Linked DNA regions of Pan troglodytes: region 2 is linked to region 1. The links are chromatin contacts, called in public HiChIP or PLAC-seq maps. All regions are on one chromosome and are shown on one strand. The core of a region is the stretch at or near the end of the contact, and the rest is flanking DNA. Distances in the headings are between cores, read along the strand shown. Region 1 holds the start of ARMCX4 (armadillo repeat containing X-linked 4). Region 2 holds the start of ARMCX1 (armadillo repeat containing X-linked 1).

What was found. HiChIP or PLAC-seq counts read pairs in DNA pulled down with a chosen protein or histone mark.
Region 2: a contact with region 1 is called in an H3K4me3 HiChIP or PLAC-seq map of stem cell-derived excitatory neurons, with 10 times the contacts expected there. The contact joins the promoter of ARMCX1 here to the promoter of ARMCX4 in region 1. A contact is called at or near these places in 1 of 7 Hi-C or Micro-C datasets (stem cell-derived neural progenitor cells) and 1 of 1 datasets of contacts at active chromatin or transcription factors (stem cell-derived excitatory neurons).

The regions. Positions count from the first base shown.
Region 1 is chrX:98,984,462-98,989,508 of NHGRI_mPanTro3-v2.0_pri, forward strand. ARMCX4 (armadillo repeat containing X-linked 4) reads left to right here and starts at 1,663. Exons shown (of 6, transcript XM_054676853.2): 1 at 1,663-1,756; 2 at 2,298-2,388.
Region 2 is chrX:99,112,900-99,117,882 of NHGRI_mPanTro3-v2.0_pri, forward strand. ARMCX1 (armadillo repeat containing X-linked 1) reads left to right here and starts at 3,337. Exons shown (of 4, transcript XM_024353271.3): 1 at 3,337-3,522; 2 at 3,833-3,886; 3 at 4,430-4,494.

The DNA.
Region 1 (5,047 bases), core at 413-2,912:
CACCCATTCATTGATTCCTGCATTCACTCATCCAACCCTAAAGGAGGTAACCAAAACAGAGACAATCCCATGTGTAAGCATGACATATCTTCTCTGCCTTCTCTACCCAGCAAAATGATATGAAAATGCATTGCGAATATGTTTATAAATCAAGCTCCTTTTCCATCAGGTAGAATTCCTAGCGCTGTCAGCTAAAATGAAGATTTCTCCAAGATGGGCCTCCAGGGCTATTGCAAAACAGCTGCTGATGGAAGGAAATTCCACTTGCTGTGCCTTATACCAGGCTGGGAGTGTCACAAGAGCCCTTTACAAGCTGCTCCCACAATGACCAAAACTGTCTTCTCATGAGTGCAAAGCAGGCATGCCCAAGGGGCCCAGGTTAGCATGGTGCAGGACTCCGCTGGGAAGGTGAGGGGTTATCGTCGCGGGGGAGTGTCGACTAACTGGGCTGGTGGTGCAGGGGTAAAATAATTTACCAAGACAGTTGGAGGTAAAGGCAGATTTATTAGAGAAAGTAGGAAAATACGTTTCGAGAAGGCAACGGGCAGCCTGCAAGAGAGGAGCCGACTGCAAAGAAACAAAGGCTTGCTGGAGATTTTATAGGATGGTTTTTGGGCTGATTGAGAAAACCAAGGCAGTAGGGAGCTAGCTTGCATTCTTCTGTCAGCTGGGGTGTTTGATAAATTGAGGCGTTTGATAGTGAGCAGGAAGTTTGTGAGTTATGTATGTTATCTGCGCAAGAAGCCACATGTCCTGGGCCATAAAGAAAAGCAGACCTATAGCTTATCTGCTTCCTCTTTTTGTTTATATGTTCTGGACCATGAAGAAAGACAAACTTATAGCTTATTTGCTTTCTCCCTTTGCCTTCCCCTGCTCCAGCCAGCCTAACTCCTTTTTTCTAATTAGGATTCCACAGTTATGTTGTCCCTGTGCCTGCAGCCTGTGAATGGACGCCCCACCACCTCCGTCACAGCAGTGGTCAGCACAGATAAATGCACAGAACACACATCGATCTGGCCCTCTGAGAAGAGAATGTTAGGCTTCTGAAAGAAGAGATAAATAGTGAGAGATAACATCTAAGAATCAAAATAATATATTCAGTAATTATTTTCTGAACCTATCCTAATGCTCTGACCGATACATTCTTTAGAACATCTACCCGTACATTCCAAGGACCCTTTTTCCACGGCCCTTTTTCTCCCTGTATCCCTCTTCCTGCTCCCCTTCTTTTGCACAGGGCATGTTTCACATATACAAGATGTTCTTACGTGTCATCCCACTTTAGAGATGAGCAAATTGAGTCTCAGGGAAGGCAAACATCAACTTTGTCTTGGGGAAAGGGCAGGAAGCTGGAAGGGAGGAGGAAATGAGCTCTGGCGAAGGAAAGAGGACATGGCTGGGATCCTTATGGGGTGGTGTACGAGTACCCGTGCCCCCCCGATCTGTGGGGTGAGGGTGGCGGTGACTAGCGCTGGGACCAGCTCCTTCTCTCTCGCTCCCAAGCCCACAAGAATTCGGGGAGAAAGGGTGAGGTAGGGGGCTCCGGGAGAGCGGAGAGAGTTTGGAAAGAATCCATCCCTCCTTCTCCCCGGCGGCTTTCTCGAGACCCTCACACAGCGCCCCGCCCCGCCCCAGTACATTTCCTTTCAGGGAAAGGGACAGGGAAGAGGCTGTCGGGAAATGGCGGCCGCGGCCGGGCTGGGGCTTCAGCGGGAGGCAGCAGAGGGGAAGTGGCCAGCGTGGCGAATGACGGAAGGTGGCGAGGGAGAGGAAGAGGGGTCGGGTGTCCGCGGAGCTCCAAGAGGGAAGACAATCGCTTTGCCAAACACGGCAGGGCATCTGGAAAGGCCTGGGAACCTCACCCGCCCTCCCAGGCCCTTCGGGCTCTTTTCGGTCCCATTAGGAGGAGGGGGAGGGCGGCAGGTGCGACCGGGCACAGGCCTAGTCGTGCGACAGGAGAAGGGAAGGAAGGGCCGGCCCCAGCTGGGTCCTCCTTGCGTCTGGCCTGTGCCGGACGCCCCCGACTCCGAGTGATCTCGGGCCGGTCCCCGGGGGAGTCCAGCTTCTCGCGCCAGGGGAGTTCTCAGCCCCAGGGCAGTCCAGGGATTAGGCGGAAGGGGGCACGCAGCCACCTGGCCGGGGCAGGGGGAGCTGCGAGGAGCCTTTTTTTTTTTTTTTTTTTTTCTACGCAGAGCCCCTTGCGTGACACACAGTAGGCGCTCAATACATGTTTATTTTCAGTTGAGTGTTGCTTCAGCTTTTATGGCTTGTGATAAATCCTTATCCTTCTGTTCTAGAAACTCGCATTGTCTACTGGATCAAGGACAGACAGCTCACCAACCATGACAGCACCATACTGGAACTTCAAAAAGTTCTGAAAACATGTTGGTTCGTTTGTTGGAGTATTTTTCAACTTAAATTCCTTTTCCTTTTTTTTTTTTGCTCACTTTTTCCTCTGCAGAAAAACCTTAAAATGTTCTACCTTTTCCTTGAAACCTCCTCCCAATCCTTAGTTCACATTGACTTGTCTTTAAATGTTTTTGAGAAAATAATCAGAAATGCACAATTAGTGCTTGGTGGTTCTCAAATTATTTCACGCGTGGTAGTTTTGATTTTTGCTTTTCCAGTGAGGCTGTACCTTTCATCCTTAGGCAAATATGATGGCTTTCAAAAGCAGCTATGGGGTGGGAACTGGGAGTGGCTGCAAATGGGCATGGAGCGTCTTTTAGAGATAACGAAAATGTCCCAACTTAGATTGTGGTGATAGTTCGCACAACTCTATAAATTACTAAAAACTATTGAATTTGCACTTGAAAAGGGGGAGAACTTTATGAAATATAAATTATAACTCAAAGAAGCTCTTAAAATGCATGTGGAATAATAAGTAAAGAGTAGTGGGGATATGATCTATTTTGTGGGGAGACTAGCAGCAAAGTAAGACATAAAGATAAAGAAACATACACTGGCCTGAGGAAGTAACAAAGTCTCTTTGAGCCAACTTTGGACAGGCTCCTCTCAGCTTTCTTTTCAACTACACCTTGTCCTTGGGCCCTGTCCTCGGCCTGCCTAGCCCAGTTTTAGCAAGAGTCCTGCTGAGTAACTCCCCCACCCTTGATACCTGATCACCTTGTCCTGCCTTGAGCGAGAATCCTGTTTAGTCAGTTGAGCAAGAATCCCCCTACCCTTGATATCTCTCTCCCCTTAGGAATTTTCTTTCTACTGACTCCCTCACTCTGCTGCTTGACTGTAAATCCACACTTGTCCTGGTTGTCTTTGGATTGAGCTTAGTTCTATACTGAAGTCTCTTTTCCTCTATTATAATAGTACTCAAAATATGGCTTTACTGCTTTTGACTAGTATCTGGCTCTGTTTCCCATTGGCGGAAGGCACTCTCAGACAGTGCTTCTAGTAGTATATATTAGCATGACCTGCCAGGGTACAATTCTTTTTAAAAAGACCACCAATTGGCTGGATACAGTGGCTCACGCCTGTAATCCCAGCACTCTGGGAGGCCGAGGCGGGTGGATCAGGTCAGGAGTTCGAGACTAGCCTGGCCAACATGGTGAAACCCCCATCTCTACTAGAAATACAAAAATTAGCTGGGCATGGTGGTGTGCGCCTGTAATCCCAGCTACTTGGGAGGCTGAGGCAGGAGAATCACTTGAATGCAGGAGGTGGAGGTTGCAATGAGCCAAGATTGTGCCATTGCACTCCAGCTTGGGTGACAGAGTGGGCCTCCGTCTCAAAAAAAACAAAAACAAAAAAAAGACCACCAATTTATTGCCAGGCATTGTACTGGGTGCTGAGGAAATTTGAGGAAAAACACCTATTAAGTTCCTGTCCTCAAGGAGCTCATAGTACAGTGGGGAGCCAAGTAGCAAGCAAATAGCCATACAAGTGTATAATTGCAATGAGGACAAGTATCATGAAAAGGAGGGTACATGGTGCAATGAGAGCCTATAAAATAGGGGTATTCGACTAGTCAAGGTGGTCAGGAATTGCTTCAAAGAAGCAGTTATTGAGCTGAGAGTTAAAGGAAGAATAGTGGCTAATTAGATTGGAGGTGAGAGTTGGAGGAGCTGGTTTGAGGCTATGTGTTCAGAGATGGCATGGTGAGTAAAAGAGACGGAATGAAAGTGGCTGGAGTTCAACAGGCAGTTGGGACAGCAGTGTGGTGGGTCAGGGCATGCAGGGCCTTACAAGCCATCTTAAGCCATTCAGTCTATATCCTAAGAGCCATTGGAAGCCCTGTGGGATGGGGAGAACGAATCAGATTTGTCTTTGAAAATATTGCCCTGGGGGCCAGGCACAGTGGCTCATGCCTGTAATCCCAGCACTTTGGGAGGCTGAGGCAGGTGGATCACCTGAGGTCGGGCGTTCGAGACCAGCCTGGCCAACCAACATGGTGAAACCCCGTCTCTACTAAAAATACAAAAAGTTAGCCGGGCATGGTGGTGCATGCTTGTAATCCCAGCTACTCGGGAGGGTGAGGCAGGAGAATCGCTTGAACCCGGGAGGCAGAGGTTGTGGTGAGCTGAGATCATGCCATTGCACACCAGCCTGGGCAACAAGAGCAAAACTCTGTCTCAAAAAAAAAAAAAAAAAGAAAAGAAAAAGAAAATATTGCCCTGGCTACAGTGTGGATAAAGGATTGGGAAGGAGTCAGAATGTATGGAGAGTTTCATTAGAAGCCATTTCAACAATCTAGAGTAGAGGTAATAGTAGCTTGCACTACAATAGCCATGGTTTACATGGAGGGGATTGGTATATTTTAGGGTTTCTTAGGAGGTAAAATCTGCAGGACTTGGCAATGGATTGGAATTGGGAGGGAGGGAGTGTGATATTGTGAAGTACACATTTAGTCTTTAGTTTGTTTTGTGCTGCTATAACAATACCCGATAGTGGGTAATTTATAAACAGAAATTTATTGCCTTACAGTTCTGGAAGATAGGAAGTCTAAGGTTAAGGTGTGGGCAGGTTTGGTGTCTGGTGAGGCCATTCTCTTTTTCCAAGATGGTCCCTGCACACACTGTGTCCTCCAGAGGGG
Region 2 (4,983 bases), core at 2,087-4,586, 130 kb after region 1:
GTTATGCAGAATAATATGCATAGTATAATCCCAAATTATTTTAGAAAGATATATGTGTACACACACACATAATGTATCTACATATATTTTTTAGTAATATATGTGAAACAACAACAAAACCTGGAAAGAGTCACCTGAAAAATTAACAGTGGTTTTCATAGGATTTATCCTAGGATTGAAGTAGATTGGTTATCACAGTAGTTATCAGAGGGGTGGGGAAGTTGAGATTTTTTATTTTCTGTTCCCCTCTTTTCCTAGTTACCACCTGCTTTTCTTCATCTCAGCTGAAAACTTCACTCTCTCTGCCCCAGCAAGGAAACTTTCCCTGATCCTCAGACTATGCCCCTTTTTTAAAAACGATATTAACAGAGGTTTTTTCCTTTACAGTATTTTTCTGTGTGTGTGTGTGTGTGTGTGTGTGTGTGCGCTCATTTTATTAAGGTCTTATTTCCACCACGAGAGAAGAGTCTGTGTTGTTTTTGCTCACCAATACATTCCCCATAAGCTCAGCACTTGTGGCCGCTCTCCCTATTTCCTCTCCTTCCCAGTATTATGATGTGGACAATTTAATTTTCCTCAGTCTTATATAAAGGGTTATAAAAGTACACCTTTAGGCATCCCCCAAATCATCCATACACAGATGAAGAAGAACACATGAAAAACAAACAGCAAATGTCAGGTTGCACTAAACAATGAAATACTAAGGACACTCCCATTTTCTTCAAGAATAAGATCTGGAGGCCCTCAATCACCATTATCATTCAAACTAGTTCTGCAGGTTCTGGTCAATGGAATACATGCAGAAAATAAAAGAATAAAGAATATAAATACTGGAAAAGAAGAAATGAAAAATCATCATTTGCAGATATTATGCATGCATACCTGGAAAACCCAAAAGTATCAATGAAAAAACTATTAGAAATAATAAGAATGGTCACTAAAGATAAATATATCATAATTAATTACTTTACCTGAGACAAACAATAACCAGGTAGAATGTGTAATCATAATGGGAATGTCATTCATATAAACAAAACACAAACATAATAAGAAATGAGTATAAAGAAACATCACATTTATTGAAAATCTCAAAAGTTGGCATGGATAGAAAGACTCCATTTTTAAAGATATAAATTCTCCAATTAAAGTGCAGATTTATTGCAAGTACTGCAGTAAATGTCAATTGTTTTGTTTTGCATATTGTTCAACTTGGAACTTGACACATCCACATACATATACTGTATATTTGCAGGAAGAAAGGTCGATATCATTGAAAGTGCTTGGTGGTAGAATAGGCATTGCAGGGCAGTTTTGCATTCTACTCTACAGATTTCTGCACTTAAAAAAATAAGTATATAACTAGAGACAGAGAAGAGGGGAGAGGAATAGACTTTCTTTTTCTTTTTTTTTTTTTTTTGAGATGGAGTCTTGCTCTGTTGCCCAGGCTGGAGTGCAACGGCACAATCTCAACTCACTGCAACCTATGCCTCCTGGGTTCAAGCAATTCTCCTTCCTCAGCCTCCCAAGTAGCTGGGACTACAGGTTCGTGCCACCATTCCCGGCTAATTTTTGTATTTTTAATAAAGATGGCGTTTTACCATGCTGGCCAGACTGGTCTCGAACTCCTGACCTCAAGTGGTCTGCCAGCTTCAGCCTCCCACAGTGCTGGGAAGGAGTAGATTTTCTATTGAGGGGATATATAGCTTTTTTTCAGGAAAGTATTAATAGTTCTTAGTTATTTTTTAAAAGTCATACATGCCTGTGAGAATCTGATGAAAGCTATGGCTCCTATCTCCACGAAAATGAATATACGTATGACCACAATTGCAGGTGGTCCACAAGGTTGTCCGTGTGAGAATGCCTACTCTGGGTTAATCCGTGGGGATTGTTCCTTAGGCATACATTTGGCTGAGCGGGCACCAAGGTGGATATGGACTGGCAGGCAGTAACTCTGCAACAAGATTAGGTTCTCTTTTTAAGGAAGCCAGAGGCAAGAAGCCCAGCGGGCTGCACCTCTCAGGTCAGGTGGTGGCAGCACACAGTATTAGGAGCAATGCTCACTCAGGCACCATGAATAAGGGCAGAGGGGTAGGTAGGAACAGAAAGCCCTTCAATGCATTGCTGTTACCTCTGTGGGAATTTGGGGAAGGAAGGGAAGGAGCCAAAGGTATTTACTCTGATTGGTCACCTGAGTAAACGTGGCATTTACCACCTTGGTCACTCATCTATATATATTTTTGGAGTGAACAATAGATGGGTGCCTGAATACAGGGGATGAGAGGCTATGGAATGTGGAACGGTGGGAGGGCAGCACCTTCTTCCGCTCTTGACAGGGCAGGAAGGATTAGAACATCGCTGCATCCCTCACACCCTCAGGTGCCTCAGCCTTGGTAGACTGGAATTCAATTCAGAGGCAGGTGATCAGAGTAGCCATCAAATCACAAGAGGTTCATATAACAGTCGGTCAAGACTTTCGGACGTTAAATACATGCTTTTCTTTAATTTAATAAGACAGGGTTGTGTTGCTTTAACTTATCAAATTGCAAGTTGATTCAAAAATAGAAAAAGTAAGGAATTATTTGTGTAAAATGGCCAAGATTAGACAACTGGTCGTCTCTTTGTGGAGTAATTCATAGATCATGTAAAAAAAATCCATTTTTTTAAGAGATAGAGGCTTGCTCTCTGTCACCCAGGCTGGAGTGCAGTGGTGACATCATAGCTCACTGCAGCCTTAAGCTCCTGGGCTCCAGCAATCCACCCACCTCAGCCCACTTTTCAATTTTAAAATGAGTTATTTTGTTTTAAAAGCTACTAATTGGCTGTAACCAGTAGAAATATTTTCCTACTGTTACAAATAAAATAACGAAATTAATGAGGCCTTTTGGGTTTTCTCTCCCGTTTAAACTCTCCACTCAAAGGAAAATAGCATCATTTTATTTTCTCAATATAAAAGTAATGCGTTACTGATTTAAAAACAAATGAGCAGAAAAGTTTAAATAAGACACTCCCACGATCTATCTCCTTTTCTAACATCTTGCTCCACATTTTACAGGGGTGCAGAAGAAATTGGACATTCATGACTTGTGATGAGGGGAGGTATAGAGAGAGACAGTTGGACTGGGACTAGAGAAGATAAAAAATTATTCCTCGAAGAGGAAGAAAAGGCCAACGGACACGGGAGCAGATACAGCCTCTCCCTGTAAACCAAAGAAAGGCAAATTCACCACAAAGAGAAGCTACTTCTAGTCTCCGGGGTTGGCAAAGAGGAAAATGAGTGGCAGGACCTGATGTGTCAGGGAAGGAAGGGGAGGGCCGGCTTCTGCGGCGCTGCTGATGGGAGTGGTAATTGGGGTCCTGATCTCATGGTTGACGTGGCCCTCACGTGAGCTGGAGCCGAGGCGTGCAGACGTCCTTCTAATCCTAGTCTTCGTTTGGTCCGGTTGCACTCTTCCTATCGCCCAGAGGGCGAGAGGGCCTGTGGCCTGGGGGAAGGAGGACGAGGTTCTGCCTGGATCCCAGCAGGTTTGTGTGTGGATGGGCGTTGCCAGGGGATCCCTGCGGCGCGGGCAGTGAACCGTGGAGGCCGAAGGGGGAGCACAGTTCACTTTCTCCAAACCCTTGCAGTATCCCTGGCCCTTTCTAGAACAAAAATGGTAGACCTTGGGGCCGGATTCCAGGGGCGACCCCAGACTCGGGCGTCGTGGGACCTTTAACATCCAGGGCCTTGAATCAGGGAGGGCGGATATTCGGATTCATGTCCTGTGTGCTGGCCCATCTACCAAGCCAGAATCTTGGGGCTGTGCGTCTGACAGTCATACCCCTTTTCTTTCAGTAGGACGCTGTGCCATTTGGGAACAAAGGAATAGTCTGCCTGGAATCCTTGCAGGTCAGTGTAAAGCTGGAGCTGTCCCGTGGCGCCCAGAAGGACTGGGATGACTGAGGTCCTTGCCTTAACTTGGGCCCTTTACCGACTCTCAAGCAATCTTCCTGCCATTTTTTTTTCTTCAGTAAAAGAGGATGTAACAGTGCCTGCAGGAAAAGTGCTTGTCATTGCGGGTAGGGTGCGTTGGGGAGAGGGATAGAAGAGATCGGTTGGTTTTGTTTTTCTCCTCGGATTTTCCATATCCCCCCTCGCCCCGCCCCGCTTCCAGTGGTTTGAAAGGGGTGTGGTTTTGCTGGGAAAATGGCCGACCGCTGGGGCTGCGGGAGGGAGTGAGGGCCGGGGGCGGGGACGGGGGTAGGGGAACACTACCAAGCAACAGGGCTGGTGTCAGCGGAGTCCAGAGAAGTGAGGGTAGGGTGAGAAACAAAAAGGTAAAATCCATTGACAGCCAGGACCCTGAATTAGGAGAAGTGGATATTGGGACTCCCCGAAGTGCTTTTCTGTCCGCTGAGCCTTCAGTTTCTGCCTTGTTGCCTGTGTCTGCAGATCTTGGGGCCGGAGGCCAGTCCAACCCTTGGAGCAGGAAGAAACGCAAAGTTGTCAAGAACCAAGTAGGTCATAATAAGGGTGATTGCATTATTTGGGGGTGGAGCATGGTGGCGACTGCAACTCGAATGGGCCCGTGGACCCCTTCCATATCCCCCTCCTTCCCTCTTATCTACACCATTTCGGAGCTTGCAAAAGAAATTGCTCTGCAAGTACAAGACAGGGAAGAAAATAGCTGAGAAGGGGTGGGCGTCAAGAGAGTCCAGGGGTTGGGAGGACGTTATTCCAAATTACTGTTTGGGGTACAGGGTCCTTGGTGTTGGTCCGTCGACCAAGCACTCACTTCTGAAGTTTGTCAGTCTTGAAGGTTTAGTGGAAGCGGAAACCGAGGTGAGAGAGGTAAGAAATTGCTCCGGAGCAGAGGTAGTTGGTATAATGACACGGGGTGGGGGGGGTGGGGGGGCGGCGGTGTCCTGGTACCTTTGAGATGGAGGAGTTGGCGGAGGCAAGGGCGGAGTTGGAGACCTTTAGGCATTTCACGCCAGTACGGCTTT